Regions from separate parts of the Sus scrofa genome. Here region 1 is linked to region 2. A link is a contact called in public Hi-C data. All regions are on one chromosome and are shown on one strand. The core of a region is the stretch at or near the end of the contact, and the rest is flanking DNA. Distances in the headings are between cores, read along the strand shown. Region 1 holds the start of TTYH2 (protein tweety homolog 2). Region 2 holds the start of GPRC5C (G-protein coupled receptor family C group 5 member C).

Evidence for each region. Hi-C and Micro-C count contacts between places; a contact is called where the count stands out from the background.
Region 1: a Hi-C map of liver shows a contact between it and region 2, with 4 times the contacts expected there. The contact joins the promoter of TTYH2 here to the promoter of GPRC5C in region 2. A contact is called at or near these places in 3 of 47 Hi-C or Micro-C datasets (liver and skeletal muscle) and 1 of 2 datasets of contacts at active chromatin or transcription factors (alveolar macrophages).

The regions. Positions count from the first base shown.
Region 1 is chr12:6,879,975-6,882,899 of Sscrofa11.1, forward strand. TTYH2 (protein tweety homolog 2) reads right to left here and starts at 1,588. Exons shown (of 16, transcript XM_021066683.1): 1 at 1,415-1,588; 2 at 453-543; 3 at 279-334. The coding sequence starts at 1,573.
Region 2 is chr12:6,713,876-6,717,081 of Sscrofa11.1, forward strand. GPRC5C (G-protein coupled receptor family C group 5 member C) reads right to left here and starts at 1,404. Exons shown (of 6, transcript XM_021068072.1): 1 at 1,113-1,404; 2 at 712-975. The coding sequence starts at 1,404.

The DNA.
Region 1 (2,925 bases), core at 338-2,837, 170 kb after region 2:
TGCAGGCGCAGACCCAGGTGCGGGACGCTGTGCAGCCACACGACCCACCAGGGCGCGATGTACTCCACGCGCGCCGCGGGCATGGCTCTGCCGGAGTGCGCCCGCCCGCTGCGGCCGCCGCCGCCGCCGCCGTCGCCTGCTGGCCCGGGACGCGCGCCCGCCCCGCCCCAGGCCCCGCCCCTGCCCCAGGCCCCGCCCGGCCCCGGACTGGGCCCCGCCCCCTAAGCGCGCGCCCGCCCGGGCCCCCTCCTGGATCCGGCCCCTCGCCCTGGGCTCACCCTAGGGCTACGAAGGGTCGCGCCCAAGAACCCGAAGCCTTCTTTTGGTCTGGAATCTGTCCCGGCCCCACGGACGAAAGAGGTGGAAAGAGAAGTGAAAACAGCTCTCAGAATCTGTCTCTTAACAGCAGTCTCCAGATCCCCGGGCTTCTGGTTACTTCTCAAATCAAGCACCATAGTGTCTGTGAGGACGGTGGGCAGTGGTGGCACGAGGGAGGCGAGGCCGGCCGCTGCTAGCGCTTTTAGAGGCTAGTGAACTGACAGACTGGGGACGGAAGGGAGCAACGCTCAGTCCCCGAGTCACTGGTTCTAAATTCAGTCTCAACCGTGATGGAGCGTCCCACTCTATAAACCAGGTGCACTCAAAGACTTGGTCCTGCCCTGGGAGCGCCCAATCCATCTGCCCAAACAACTAATGGGTGTCGCCTGGAAAGCCATGGGGATTGAGAAAGGCAGCCGATTCTTCCTAGCCGGCGGCACGGGGCGGGCCCCCTGGGGCAGAGACCCGGGAGGTGTCTCGAGGGGAAAGGCGGGGAAGGGCGAGAGGTCTCAGGGAGGCGCCAGAGCCGTCAACACAAGTTTCCTGAGCGCCTACTCTGTGCCGGACTCTGTTCTATCCGTGAACGCAAGCGGCCAGAATCTCTCGAGGGAAGAGGACCTCATTTTAGGGGTGGATGGTAGCAGTCCCCATGTGAAGACAGAAACCGCGCTAAGTTAGCGGTGCTCTGGAGAAAAGCAGAGCAGGGTCCGCGCACCAGGCGGCGGCGGGGATACCGGGTGGGGGTGTAGGCCCGGGCCCGATGGAGCCTGGGGGCAGATCGCACTCTCCGAGGCGGAGGTCTTGCGACCCAAACAGCGTGCCGGGAAGGCGGGACGCGAGGGGGCGGGAAGGGGGTGGTTAAGGTTTGGGACAGGGTCCAGGGGAGGATAAAGGGCCGCCTGAGGTTGGTGAGATGGGAGTGGGGGAGTTAAGGAGACCTGACGGGATCCGCCTTGGGTTGCAAACAGTCGCAAGTGGTAGCGAGGGGGCATAGAGACACGGGCGGAAGACGCCCGTGAGAAAAGAAACCCCAGAGACTTCAGGACTTCTGGCTTGGAGGAGGCGGAACTTGCGGGTGAAATGCCAGCAAACATACTTGGCTGCTAGAGGGGGACAGACGCCAGACGTCCCTTCTTCTCTCAGAGATCCAGGTGTGGGAGGTGGAGTCTGTTCTGCGGCCGAGGCCTCTCTTCCGGGCGGTCACAGTCCGGGTCAAGGTTCCCTGCGCCTCGCGGCGGCTGTCCCATCTGCGCATGCCTGCCCAAAGCCCAGGCGCCCGGCGGGGCAAGGACGCTGGAGGGCGCTGTCCCTCTCACAGGGGTCTTCAGCAAATTTTGAACATCTCTGTTCTAAGGGGTATAGCGATAACCAAAACATGCACGTCCCTGCCGGCGTGGGGTCTGACGTTTAATAGGGGAGGGGAGGCAGCTTTTATCCCATACGGTGATGAACTACAACCCCCCTTAAGTGCTTTCAAGGGCCCAGTATGTAAAGGGGGGCGAGGTCTGGGGGGCGGGGATGTTTCCTAAAGAATGGCCCAAGAGCTAATAGCTGAGGGCTGGGGGAGGATGGATTCTGAGCATGGGGGTACAGACAGTACACTGTGACATCGGAGACCAAGGTCTGCAAGGAGCAGAAGGGGAATCAGGAAGTGCAAACCCCGGGGTGAGGGGAGTGACAAGGAGGCGGGGAAACTACACAGAAAGACAGATCAGGGGCTGGCTGCCAGGGGCTGCAGTGCAAGAGGGAACTTTGGGGTGATGGTAATATTTTCTCTGGATTGCTGTGGTGGTTACACAGCTGTAATGTCCAACTATGCAGAACTGTGTACCCAAAGGAGCGAGTTTCACTGAATTATATCTCAATTAGCCTTACTTTATTTTTGGCTGCTCCTGCGGCAGGCAGAAGTTCCCAGGCCAAGGATCTCACCAGAGCCACAGCAGTGACGCCAAATCCTTTACTGCTAAGCCACCAGGGAACTCCAGCCTTACTTTAAAATAAATACATTAAAAAAAAAAAGGAAAGACGCTGGCAAGGTAAGCCTGGGTCACCTGGCCCCACAGGCCCTGGGAAGGGTTTTGGTCTTGAACCAGTCGGGCTGGTAGCTGAGCAAAATGGACCTGAAGCGATTCCACTGGGCCCTTAATGGGCACTGATAAACAGCATGACCATGCAGCCCCGGGACCTCGGGGCTAGGCACTGCCTGGTGCCATGTACAAGCTCCCCTCTGTGCCCCCCTCCTTCTCAACAGCACAGGCTGCAGCTGCTGAGCCCGGCCATGGGCCACGGGCCACAGGCCACACACCAAGCCGGAAGTTATGAGGATTTGGCATTCCTCTAGGAAGATTAGATCAAATGCCAACGCATTACAGAAGGGAGGAGAGGGGTCTGCCTGCAGGGAAGTGGCAGGAGCCAGCCCTGACCCCGGAGGGAGGGGGGCCTGCACCCCACAGGTAAAGACAGAGACTGCCTGGAAAAGCTCACCTTCAGGGCCACCTGCAGCCACAGGGTGCAGCTTGGAACACACAAACCTGCTTGGCCAGTCTGCGACCAGCTAGCCAGTGACCATCTTAGCTGCTTCCCCAGGGGCCTGCTGACTTAGACAAG
Region 2 (3,206 bases), core at 154-2,653:
GCCAATTTCAACATATTCTGGTCCCCCTGCTTCAGGATCAAGACCGTGGAGGGGTTTTGCTGGGTTTAAAACTGCAGGGGGTCTAGGGGTGGAGGGAAGCAATTCAACCCCCGCGGCTGGGAAGGGCAGGAAACTCCGCGGGGGGCGGGGAGGAGCGGGGAAAGGAAAGGCATCTGGAAGCCACGCTGCCAAGAGTAAAGGGTCTTTGACCGAAACTGCGAACTTCTCGAAGGCAAATTCTGAGCCCTCCCCTCCCTACTCCGCCCCGGTGCTGGGATCTACTCCCACGCGCGTCTGGATGGCGGAGAGCAGGGGAGCCAGCCTCCCCCATTTCCTCTGACCACAGAAACCTGCCCTCCTCAACCAAGGTAGCGGCCAGCAGAGAGGACGCCAGCCCCCTGGTCGCTATTGACCGTGGACTCGCGCAGAGAGGCGCGGAGGCTGGGGAGGGCAGTCCTTGGAGACCCTGATGGTGCAGCTCTCCCTCGCCGCCAACGCGGAGCCGCAGCGCCGGGCTTCCCACACCCCTAGTCCCCAGCCCGCTCGTGTTCGGAAAGTTTCTGAGACCGAGCGGAGTAGGATCGGCGTCCTCCGCCCCCGGGTTCTCCACCCCTGGGGCCTCTACCTTCGCCCACTCCCCACCAGTCCGACCCGACCCTACTCTTCCGGGCGGCCAAGGCGAGGGCGGAGCGGGAAGGCAACAGCCCTTACCTGGGACGCGCCGCCTGCCCAGCTCCGGCGCGGCGTTTGGGGCCAACTCCAGGCGGGGCGCACGCAGGGGTGGGAGGGACTCCGGGTAGGGCGCGGGGCCAGGCCCAGCCGGGACCTGGAGTGGCGGGGCCCCGGCAGGGGATCGGGGCGCACGGCCTGCCTCTCCGCGGGACCCGGGCTGAGCTGGCCTCGCTCCGTCGCTTGCTCTCGCGCTGGCCTCTCCCCAAGCTCGGCTCCTTTCTCTCAGCGAGGGTGGGCCGGCGTCTGCATCACCGTGACATCACCTCCATTCAGGCGCTTATCGGGCGCCCGCAGCGCTCCAGGTACGTGCGATCCGCTTACACAGTAACAAAGCCCGGCCAGCCCTCCTCCCACGCCACCCCACCCCACCCCCGACTCACCTCCGGGCTGCGGACGAGTCGCACTTTCCGGCTTCGGAGGGAGATCGGAGTTTCTGGCCAAGCTGGCTTGTGGGTTGTTGCTGTTTACTGCCACGCCCCCGCACGCGGGCGCGCGCACACACTCACGCGCACTCACTTTCTGGACTCGGCTTTCTCTCTGGAAAGCGGTTTGGGGTGCCGCCCAGCACACCTCGCGGGCGGGCTCTCCCTCTCCGCACGTCCCAGTGCGCGCACGCAGACACGCGCGGGGGCCACCTTGGTGCGTCTCTCCGTGGCGGACTCCTAGTCTTTGTCACCTTGGTCCTGGCTCTCCCGTGAGACACACGCGGGCCACAGTTCGCTGCTCCGGGCTAGAGCGAGACCCACACGCAGACACGAAGTCTGTTTGTGTCACGCTTTCTGTGCCCCCTCCCCTCCCCGACTTTGCACACGTGGACACACACACACAGAGTGTCCGCCTCTTGCACGTCCGATCCTTCCCCGGCACTCGGTCACCAAGTTTGTGTGGGATCGCCCCTGCGCGCGCCCCTAGCACTGCCGTGGGCCGGGCACAGAATCACTCAGGACACTGGGCAGAAGTCGCCCTAGGTCCGACCGCCCGGCGCCTGAGTTTCCTGCGATCGCCCCGACACCTTAGCGCGCGCTCTCCTCCCCGCGCCCCCGTTCCCTGTTCCGACTTGTCCTAATTAGCCTTCACGATTCTGTTCCCCGAGGTACAGCGTTTAAACCGGCTCCCGCGGTCTCTGCGCTCTGGGACACATCGGCCTGACAGCGAGTCCTGATCCCCCCGCCGCCTGGGGACTTTTCCACGAGTTCGGGTACCCCCTCCCCATGCCCCACCCTCACCACCTATCCCCGGGTGGATCAGCGAGTTGCCACCCTTTCCCCTCCGGCTCCAGGATCAGCAGAGGGGGAACTGCCGAAAAGGGGAAGCGAATCCAAGCTGGGATCGCTCCCGCCCAGTAAACAAGAGATTTTCCGGCCGCCTTCCCCGGGGGCCGCAGGCTCCGCGGGAGGTGGGCTGCGCTGTCCGGGGGCGCCCAGCGGGGCCTAGTTAGCTAGCGCCGGAGGCCCGGAGGGGCTGCGGCATACCGAGAAGGGAGAGGTTGCTGGGCCTGGCTGGGGCCCAGGGGACGCGAAGGGAGGGCAGAGCGCCGGGTCTCTGGGGTGCTGGTTCTCGTGACGCCGAGTTGCCTGGGGGATCGCCAGCAGCGCGCAGTTGGGGCCAGCCGGTGGCGGGGCGGGCAGCTGGGCATGTGAGCCGGGAGCACCCGGGAGGGGGCCGGGAATCCAGGGGGCGGGGGTGGTGGCGGCTGGTCACGGGCGAGGGGGTTGCAAGGTGGAGGGAGGGCGCCGGGAGGGGAGGGGTACCTCCCGGGCAGTTTGTTTGCGTGTCTCAGTCTATGACAACCAGAAGTCAAACTCAATGAATCACCGGGAGCTGCCAGAGCGATAAACCCCAGGCCGGCTCCTCCCCTCGCAGGCCAGCTTTTCGGACTCCTGGAGGCAAGGTTTGCTTAGCGGCCAGAACTGGCTTTGGGGCCCTGGTTTTCTAGAACTCTGTACCTCTTCCTGCGCCTGGCCCTCGCTGGCTGGCCTGGGAAATGTGGTGAAAGACTGAATTGTTTCAGTTCTTTTCAATATTAAGAGGAAGAGCAGGAGTTCCCATTGTGACTGGTGGGTTAGGAATCCTTAGTATCCAGGAGGATGCCGGTTCAATCCCTGGCTTCGCTCAGTGAGTTAAGCCTCTGGCTCTTGCAGCAAGCCGGGGTGTAGACTGAAGATGTGGCTCCAGTCTGGGGTTGCTGTGGCTGCTGTATAGACCCACAGCTGCAGCTCTGATTCCACCTCTAGCCTGGGAACTTCCATATACCTCGGGTGTGGCCCTAAAAAGAAAAAAAAAAATAAAAAAGAGGAAGAGCCCGTGTCTGCCACAGAGTTGGGCTTTTGGTCCCCCTCCCCCTACTCCACCTCCTACCCCACCTCTCAGGGGATGCAGACAGCTGCTAAGGGCCAGGCAGTGGGACCCTCCCACCCTGGGGCAGGGAGCGGCAGGTCAGACTTAGCAGAAATTAATAAGTCACTCGGGCCTCT